2 separate regions of the Mustela erminea genome follow, and region 2 is linked to region 1. A link is a contact called in public Hi-C data. All regions are on one chromosome and are shown on one strand. The core of a region is the stretch at or near the end of the contact, and the rest is flanking DNA. Distances in the headings are between cores, read along the strand shown.

Region 1 (4,138 bases), core at 717-3,216:
ACTTCAGATGTGTAGTCATGGGAAGGATGATGGAAGGAAATCATGCGAGCTGTGTCCACCAATCTGCATCCTGACCTGGTTTACATGCTCTATGTGGCTTACTTGCTGCCTTAGGATTAAAGAACGTAAAAGCCATCCTGAAATATGGCCCCTTGGAGAGCATCGTTGAATGGGCTGTGTGACCTGTAGGGATATAGTAAGTGACAACAGAGCATTACAAAGAGCACTGAGTTGTGAGGAGGAAGAAACAGTTCTGTTTAGGGCTTCCCTAAGGCTTCATTCACATGGCTGAAGAATGGGATGAGTTTGGGGAAGCACTGAGAGATGGAGCTGGAAAGGGAGTCCAGGCCAAGCTAAGAGGTTTGGCATTGAACATATTGGTAATGGAACCGAGGAATGTTTTTGAGCAACTATTAAACTAGTGAATTAGTAAAACGGGATCATAAATAAACCTGACAGCATTATCATGTGTGAAACCTTGGTGAATGACTGGAAGATCCCTTTAGGTGCCCAGGTTTGAACTGAGGCCATGTGTGACTGGAGAATAGTACATGAATTTAGAGTTTTATCATAAAACTGATTGGGGAACATGAAAGAGAGTGGGGAACCACATAGGAAGTTTGAGTTTTTGAATTTGGACATAGAGGATAGTAGTACTGTGAACACACAAGGGGCACAGGAAGAGGGAAACAGTTCTTGTTTTAGTGATACTGGATTGAGGTGCTGGCAGCACATTCAGGCGGAAATATGCTACAAGCAGCAGAAAATAAGAGAAGGAGCCCAGGAGAGAGGTGGAGTGAGGGATTAGCCACCTACGCTGGGGTGAGTCAGTGAGTTTGGGCATAATACATGAACATAATGACAGGTCCCAAATACATGACAAATTTAACAGGGAAGACATACCTAAGAGTGCCTTGGAAAATAAAAAACACTGCGATATTGGTATAGTTTATATATATATAAACTATAGTTTATAGTTTATGTTTGTTTTACCAGCTGTTGAATTCTCAGAAACCAACTCTTATCCCAGATTGACCTCCTAACTGGCCGAACTGTCAAAGGACTCATTTTTGTGTAGAAATGTGACTCCTGTGACACTGAATCACCAGATCTTTCTGGTCTATACTAGGAGAAAGAGACGAACTACACGACTAAAGCACGCCTTTTTTTGTAGGTAGGGGGCACACAGCCCCTCAATTATAGGTAGTGGTGATCACTAAACTAATTCAACAACTAAAATCTTGGAGGTGTTCCCGAGGAGGGGTATGGGTGTGCCTGGACGGAAGCTGCACGGAAGCAGGGGAGAGGTTAAACAGAAGAACGCCACCCGCGAGAGAAAGATGAGCTAAGCCAATTGCGTAGCTCCCACTTGGAAGCTGGCCTTCGTCATCAGGCATACTCGCTTCATTGCTCACCGCCTGGGAACAACTCGGTTTATTCCGAGGCGGGGCCGCTGAGAAGCAGGGGAGGGGACAAGAGTAGGGAGAAAAGAGCGCAGAAAAGCCCGTTTTGGGCGGAGACAGGAGAACTTTCCCCCGAAGATTTACTACATTTCCCAGAATTCAGTGCGGCAGAGAGGCGTTGATCCGTGGTCGCCGCTGGAAGATTTGCGACATGGGATTGGTAGTCAGCATCCATCGGTCGCCGGAGGTAGGACTCCGGTGGGGAGTCTATAGGGATTGGCTAATGAGAGTTCGAGTCCCGCCCACAGATGGTGACGACAGGCGGCGGTCTTGCTACTTAAGGCGTCGTGGCCCAGCCCGCCCCGCCTTAGCTCCCGCGCTAGAGAGAAACATGTATCGTTTCCGCTCACAGCTCTTCACGGGGATTTCTGCTGCTGCCACCGCCCGCTCGTACCCCCGCCGCTTCTCGCCTCTGTTAGCTGAAGACTCGCCTCTTAGCCGCCCGCCGCACAGACGCACGAGTAAAAAGTGCAGTTCCATCGGCTGATCCTCGCTAAGCTCCGAGTTTAGGCGGCACCGGGCGTCCCACGATGCCGAAGAATAAGAAGCGGAACACTCCCCACCGCGGTGGCAGTGGTGGCAGCGGCACAGGGGCAGCTGCAGCGACGGCGGCGACAGCAGGTAAGGGGGTATCCCTGCCGCCGACATCCCCGTTGCCGGCCGGGCTTGCGAGTCTCAACCTCGGGCGCTGTGGGATTTGTAGTTCCATTCCTCTGGACATATGTGTCGGCCGGGCTCTTTGCTTGACTGGCGAACTACAATTCCCAGCGTGCCGTGGGGGCAGTACCTCGCGCGATTTGGATCTGGCTTGCGGACCGAACTCTTTGGCACCGGCCTTGGGGGCGGGGAGGGGCGGCGCGAATAGGTTCTAGGGCCTGAGAGTGGATCCGGGTCCGGGGTGACGGATTGTTGGGCGGGAGAGGAACTCTTCTCAGAAGCTGGTGCTTGCTCCTCAGAGCTCACCCTGACGGAGGGTGGGGCCGGGAGAGGATTTGCGTCTTTCTATCAGTGGTTGCCTTTGACCCACCGACTCCAACGTGGAGTTCTGGGGAATGCCAAAGGTCCTGCGCGTTTGGCCCGGCTCTTGCGTCACGAGGCCCGCCCTTGCGCTTTGCGGCCCGGGTGACGCAGAGGCGCCGGTGTGGCATCCCATCCCGTTGCCGCCTTGGGCAGCCCGCGTGTCCACCTGGCTGGGCGGAGGCGTGGAGGCTCAGGGCCACTGTCCGAGCCTAGGGTCCATTTCTATTACAAACTGGCACCTCCAGAAACCCCGCGCCCCCGCTTCGTCTGCGGAGGGTGCTCCAGCGACCTTCTCCCGGGGGGCAGAAACCGCGTTCTCCTTTGTGCAGTGTTCTATAGGTTCTGTCCCTGAGGCCGGGGTGGGCGAGGTGGTGGGGAACTCAGGTTGCAATTGGCCAAAAGTTTAGATTTTTTTTGTGTTCTCATTGCAAAGTTGAAGCTTTTCCTGAATGGGTAGGTGCTTAAATGAACTCCTGATTCTCTACTACTAACTATAGGGTTAGGGGAAAAGGACTTAAAAGAAAGTCTTATGAAACACCACTAAACTTAAATCGAGTATTAATGAAATCATCTCATTTAGTAATTTTTTGGTCGAGATTTTGAAGTTAAATATTGGAATTCTCGGACTTTAGCCCATCAGAACTAGTACTAACCATTATGTATTTGTCAACACAATTGCTTATCGACCCTCGTAATGATACGCCTCTGTTCATTAATGAATAGTCCATTTTCCTTGTTAAAGATGATACAAAACTGGCGTTTAAAACGCTTTCCTGTAGGATTTATAGCAGCATGAAAACTTATGTTCTGTAGTAAACATTTAATAATTGACAATAGAAATCAATTATTATAGTTGCAGTTTTCCCCCTTTTTATGTTGCTCTTTATTTTTATTGTATGCCCTCGATACTCATGAAATTTGTTCTTGATCAAGATGTAAAATACAAAATTAGTTTGTTGTAGCATTTGATTGTCAATGTGAATAGAGGGTACCTCTATTCTTTTCTGTATTTTAGCTTTTCCTCCTCTGAAGTCAATTTGAATTGTCTGGGAGGTCCTTATTCATTTTACTCTTCTTTAAGTTTTTACCTTTTGTTGGTGGAGCAGATGATGGTGGAGCAGCAAGCAGTCATTTTAAAAGTTGTAACGGATGTTACTCATGGCTTCCTCGAATCACAAACAAATCTTTATCCCCTCAGAAACTCTGAAATTTCCTTTCTTCCTAGGGCTAAGGAATAACCACAGGTGGTGGTGGGGTATTACTTTTCAAATTTCCCCTCTCCTCTTTGCTCATTTCTCATCAGCCTAATTGCTGTTGCTTTTTTTTTTTTAATTTATTTTCAGTAGAAAAGGTAAACTTAAACACTGAATTTTAGCATATTCAAACGAATGGAAAAGAATTCTTCGTTGAGTGTATAAAACTGTACAGGCTTTGAATATTTTTGGAAATTTACACTAGTACTTGTTATCTGTGCTTACCTCTGGTAAGTGGGTTATGCAGTGGGATTTACTTTTTTAATACGTTAATTTGATTACATGTGGATGTATTACTTTTTAAATAAAGGAATAAATAATAACGGAGTAGAAGGGATGGAATGTTGTCACAAACTTGTACTTACTTAAAAGCCATTTACCTTATTGGTATTTTTAAAATGA
Region 2 (4,138 bases), core at 976-3,475, 200 kb before region 1:
TTGCTGGATCTGTGCTTCCTGCACTGAGTGTTAAACCCAGTGAGTGACAAGGGGGACACTCCAGTCCCTCACCATTTCAGCAAAGGCAGTATCTTTTCCTAGCAAGGGTTAATCTACCCAAAAAGGGAGTGGGAGTAGGGGACAGAAGGAAAATTATAACCACCAACATCTACTCTTTGCCAGTACAATGCCTGGCAAAGGTTCCTCTCCCCACTTTGAAGAGAAGGAAAACTGGAACCCCTTTCTAAAGGTGGGTCTATGACAAACTATTGTCCTGCTGAACGGCCACAGTCAGAATGAAAGCTAATGAAAATACAGGAATGACTTTGTTTAATCATACAGTCCTTTCAGTGGACTCCAAAGTCCTATCCCCATGGGAAGTTAAAAAAAAAAAATCCCCTATGACTACGATTCCCTGGAAAGGTTTGCCAGATTTTTTTAATTACAGGAAAATTAATTTAGAACATAAGCAGATACCTACACATTGTCTAAATCACTAGCTCTGTACCCAAATTAAAAAAAAAAAAGTACAGCAATCAGCAGGACGGGGCATTATAGGAAATAAAGATTGTTAGTAAAACCCAAAACGCTTCCAGCCTGTTAAACCTTCTGAGAGGTTATAATTGCATTTGGCCGCTGCAGGCTTGTCAGAAAGCCTGGCTTCTTAATAGCCACAACCCTAAAAGGACTAACTGTCAAGGGGAGACCCAGCTGAAATCAAACAACAAAAACGGGAACTGTAATCAGCCTGAAATGGGAGGAGGGAAAGGAAGGGAGACTCCTGTATTCATCAGTCAACATTAATGTCCTTTGTTGTTCACCTTTGCACAGAACCGCGAGCGCTACCCTGTTCCTTTTCTTCCGAACGCCAGTGTCAGAGTAGTCCTTTCCTAAAATCTGTCTCCTCGCCTCGAAGACCCAGGCTTTCCGATTTCCCCCTCCCCATTATCACTCCACAGCTGTCCTCCACCAACCCCCAACGCGCTTACCCCGGGCCGAGAGGGTGGCCAGAAGTAAAAACACTGCTGAAATACCCGTTCCCCTCCAAAGACCAAAGAGGCGCAGATGTTGAAATTTACCAATCCCCCAGCCCCTCAACACTCGCACCCCAGGAACCCGGGATAGGAGGAAGGAAGGAAGCTGGGGTCGGGCTCGGTCGGTCAGAACGGCTCTTTTGAGGACGGTGCCACATTCCGCACTCTGAGAATGTGGAGCCGAAGAAAAGGCTTTGCGCCTCCCTTCTGTTTTGGGGGTGTTCTCTATGCGCAGTAGTTGTTGTCTCCCTCTCCACCCCGGGGAATCGTTGCATCCCATTGCCCTCTCCGGGGAAGAAGGGGAACGAGGGAGAGGAGCGCCGTTCGCTCTCCTCTTCCAACTTGACTCACACACGCCCCGTCGCCACTTCAAACTCCGCAGGCAGAGCCCGCAGCGGGAGGGCTGGCCGCGCGCTCTTCCAGCCGTCCCGGCGCTCCGGGAGCCGGTGCGGGAAGCGCCGATGGGGCGGTGAGGGGCGAGACCCCGGCGCACACCCCTCTGCCCGGAGCTGGCCCGGCAAAGCCCCAAACCCGCAGCGCGATGCCAGGATTAGGCATTTCCAGCCCCGCGGAGCCAGAGGGGCGCAGGGGCAAGGACGCGAAATGCGCACCCGCTCGGGCCAGAGAGGCATAAAAGTTCGCCCCGCGGAGACTCACCCACGCCGTATTTCTCGTGCTCCGTAGGTATCCACATGGCTAAAGGGGGGCCCGGGGTCTTTGGGCTTTGTAATCCCCGCGCCTTCTCCGGCTCACAACAATGCACAGTTCCCGAGTAGCGGCTGCAAGGCTGGAACCCGGCGGCTCCGCGCGAGCTGTGGGCGCTGGGCAGGGTCTGCGCTGGAAGCTCCCGAACCCGGCGTTGACAACCGCGCAGCTGAGGCTGCGCCGCCCGCCGCTCTCCCGGCGGCGGCTGCTCACAGTCCTCCGACGAGCTCCCGAGAACCCGGCGGCACAGTCATTGTTCTGATTCACTGAACTAAGCTACAAGCCAGGATACTCTCCGGCGCACCCCCGCCCGCCAGCGCCTCTCCCAGCCCTCCCTGTCCCAGGGTTCCTGCAGCACGCTGGGAATTGTAGTTCTGGGCCTCGCCATCCCGGAAGAGGGCGTGGCATCAGCGGCTGGGGGCGGGGATTAGGCACCGCTCTCCACATCCTATTGGCCCAGGACGTGAAGGCGAGGAGAGGACCTGAAGGAAACCCTGCGTTGATGGGGAGTTCGCCTCCAGTCGCGTTTCCATTGGTTCCGGACCAGCCTGGCGGCCCTCCTTTTTCTCCTCTGCCGCGTAATGGCTGCCCCCGAGACCCAGGGGGCTGCTGCCGGAGGGGAGGAGGACTGTGAGGGCAACCGCAGCAAAGTCGCGGGTGTCAGTTATGAGGGTGAGTACGGTGCCTCTAAAGTGCAAATGGTCTGTCTCCCTTTCTCTGCGATCAGGAGTGCAGCCGATCGCCAGGCAAGCCGCGGGAGCCTGCCTGCTCTAAAGCCACCTGGGCGCGAGGGGGCCACGGGCGGGGCCAGCCCGGCGGGGTGGGGTCCAGGGCGGCTCCCGGGTGGGAACGCTCTGGGGAGGAAAGAGAAAATGGAATAGAATGGCTTTCCGCGAAGCCGAGGAAGCTCCCTGAGCGTTTGTCTTCCGTATGGAGCTCGCAGCTTTGCGCTCCGAGCCGGGTGGGTGTGTGTCCAGTCCTGTTCGCGCATGTGTGATTGTGACTCCTGGATTAGCAGCTCTCTCCTCTCCAGTACCCTGCCTCCGCCTCCGCCGGCCTCGGGCGATGCGTTGTATTTGGGTTTGCGAGGAGGATTTCCAGTTGCAGACCGGTCACTTCTCTCCACTCTGCAAATTTGCTTAATTGCTGGCTGGAGCGGCCTCTGAAGGGAAATTGTGTTTCTCAACAGCCTCTCTGATCGCCCCAGGCCATCTCCAGGGTGGCCTGTGGACCCTGGCCGAGTCCTTAGAAAAAGAGGAAAGGAAGAAGTATTTTACACTCAGGGCTTCAGAGAAAATTTGAAGGTGGTTATGAAAATCATCGCAACTACTTTGGCTCTACGTGTCTTTTCAGTTGCCCTCTAATCCGCTGTAGAGATCAAAAATCAAACTTTGGAGGCTGCCATGGCGGATTGTTTTGAGGATTCCGATCCGTATTCTTTTACCTTTAGTGCATCTGTTCCCGCCCACCTCCTTTCTTTTTTGGCTTGATGTGTAATTTAGTACAAGTTGTCTTTTTCTGTTGGACATGGTTTGGGGCTTAAAGGTTCTCTGTCCTTATTTGATATTTTCGGGGTTACTTTGGTTTTGTTTTCACGATTAAACTGACATTTAGTCTTGAGTTTTTACTCAGTAGCACAGTGATAAAGTGCAGTTTCTTCCCACTGCTCATCAGTGGAACTTCCTAGCTCTGAAATTATTTTAATACCTCTCCCAAAGCATTCTTTGATAGGCTCCCACTTTAAATAGTTATGCCTATGCCCTGCGCAGTTCATTTGGGGGCTTTTACCTAATGGTAAGATACTAGTAAGGTTTTCCAGATTCTCAAGGTTCCAGAGGTCTGGCTATCTGTTTAACATTTAAAGATGGAATCTTTGAAGAATTTATCTCACATATTAACTCATAAAAAAGAAAATTGGGAATTTCTTTCAAAAACATTGTAGAACTTTTAAACATCTTCAGTTATTATAAAAATTTTCATAATAGGGGTGCCTGGATAACTCAGTGGGTTAAGTCTCTGCCTTTGGATCAGGTCATGATCTCAGGGTTCTGGGATTCAGCCCCACAACGGGCTCTCTGCTCAGTGGGAAACCTGCTTCCCCCTCTCCCTCTGCCTGCCTCTCTGCCTACTTGTGATCTCTGTCTGTCAAATAAATAGATCAAATCTTTTTTAAAAATTTCTTTTTCATAATAATATTTGAAACCAGTGCCTTTGAGTTAAATGAAGGTTCCTCCACCACACAGTTCATTCCCAAAATAACAACTTTTAAAAGTTCATTGTGTGTTTTCTCACGTATTTCTTTTTTTTTTTTTTTTTTTTTTTTTTTTTTTTTAAAGATTTTATTTATTTATTTGACAGAGAGAGATCACAGTAGACAGAGAGGCAGGCAGAGAGAGAGA

Evidence for each region. A called contact is a pair of places that touch in the nucleus more often than the background predicts.
Region 2: a contact with region 1 is called in a Hi-C map of spleen, with 4 times the contacts expected there. The contact joins the promoter of ZNF277 here to the promoter of IFRD1 in region 1. A contact is called at or near these places in 2 of 3 Hi-C or Micro-C datasets (skeletal muscle and spleen).

The regions. Positions count from the first base shown.
Region 1 is chr11:36,612,193-36,616,330 of mMusErm1.Pri, reverse strand. IFRD1 (interferon-related developmental regulator 1) reads left to right here and starts at 1,966. Exons shown (of 12, transcript XM_032304802.1): 1 at 1,966-2,084. The coding sequence starts at 1,994.
Region 2 is chr11:36,812,476-36,816,613 of mMusErm1.Pri, reverse strand. ZNF277 (zinc finger protein 277) reads left to right here and starts at 2,225. Exons shown (of 13, transcript XM_032304746.1): 1 at 2,225-2,411. The coding sequence starts at 2,321. DOCK4 (dedicator of cytokinesis protein 4) reads right to left here and starts at 2,098. Exons shown (of 52, transcript XM_032304002.1): 1 at 1,692-2,098. The coding sequence starts at 1,728.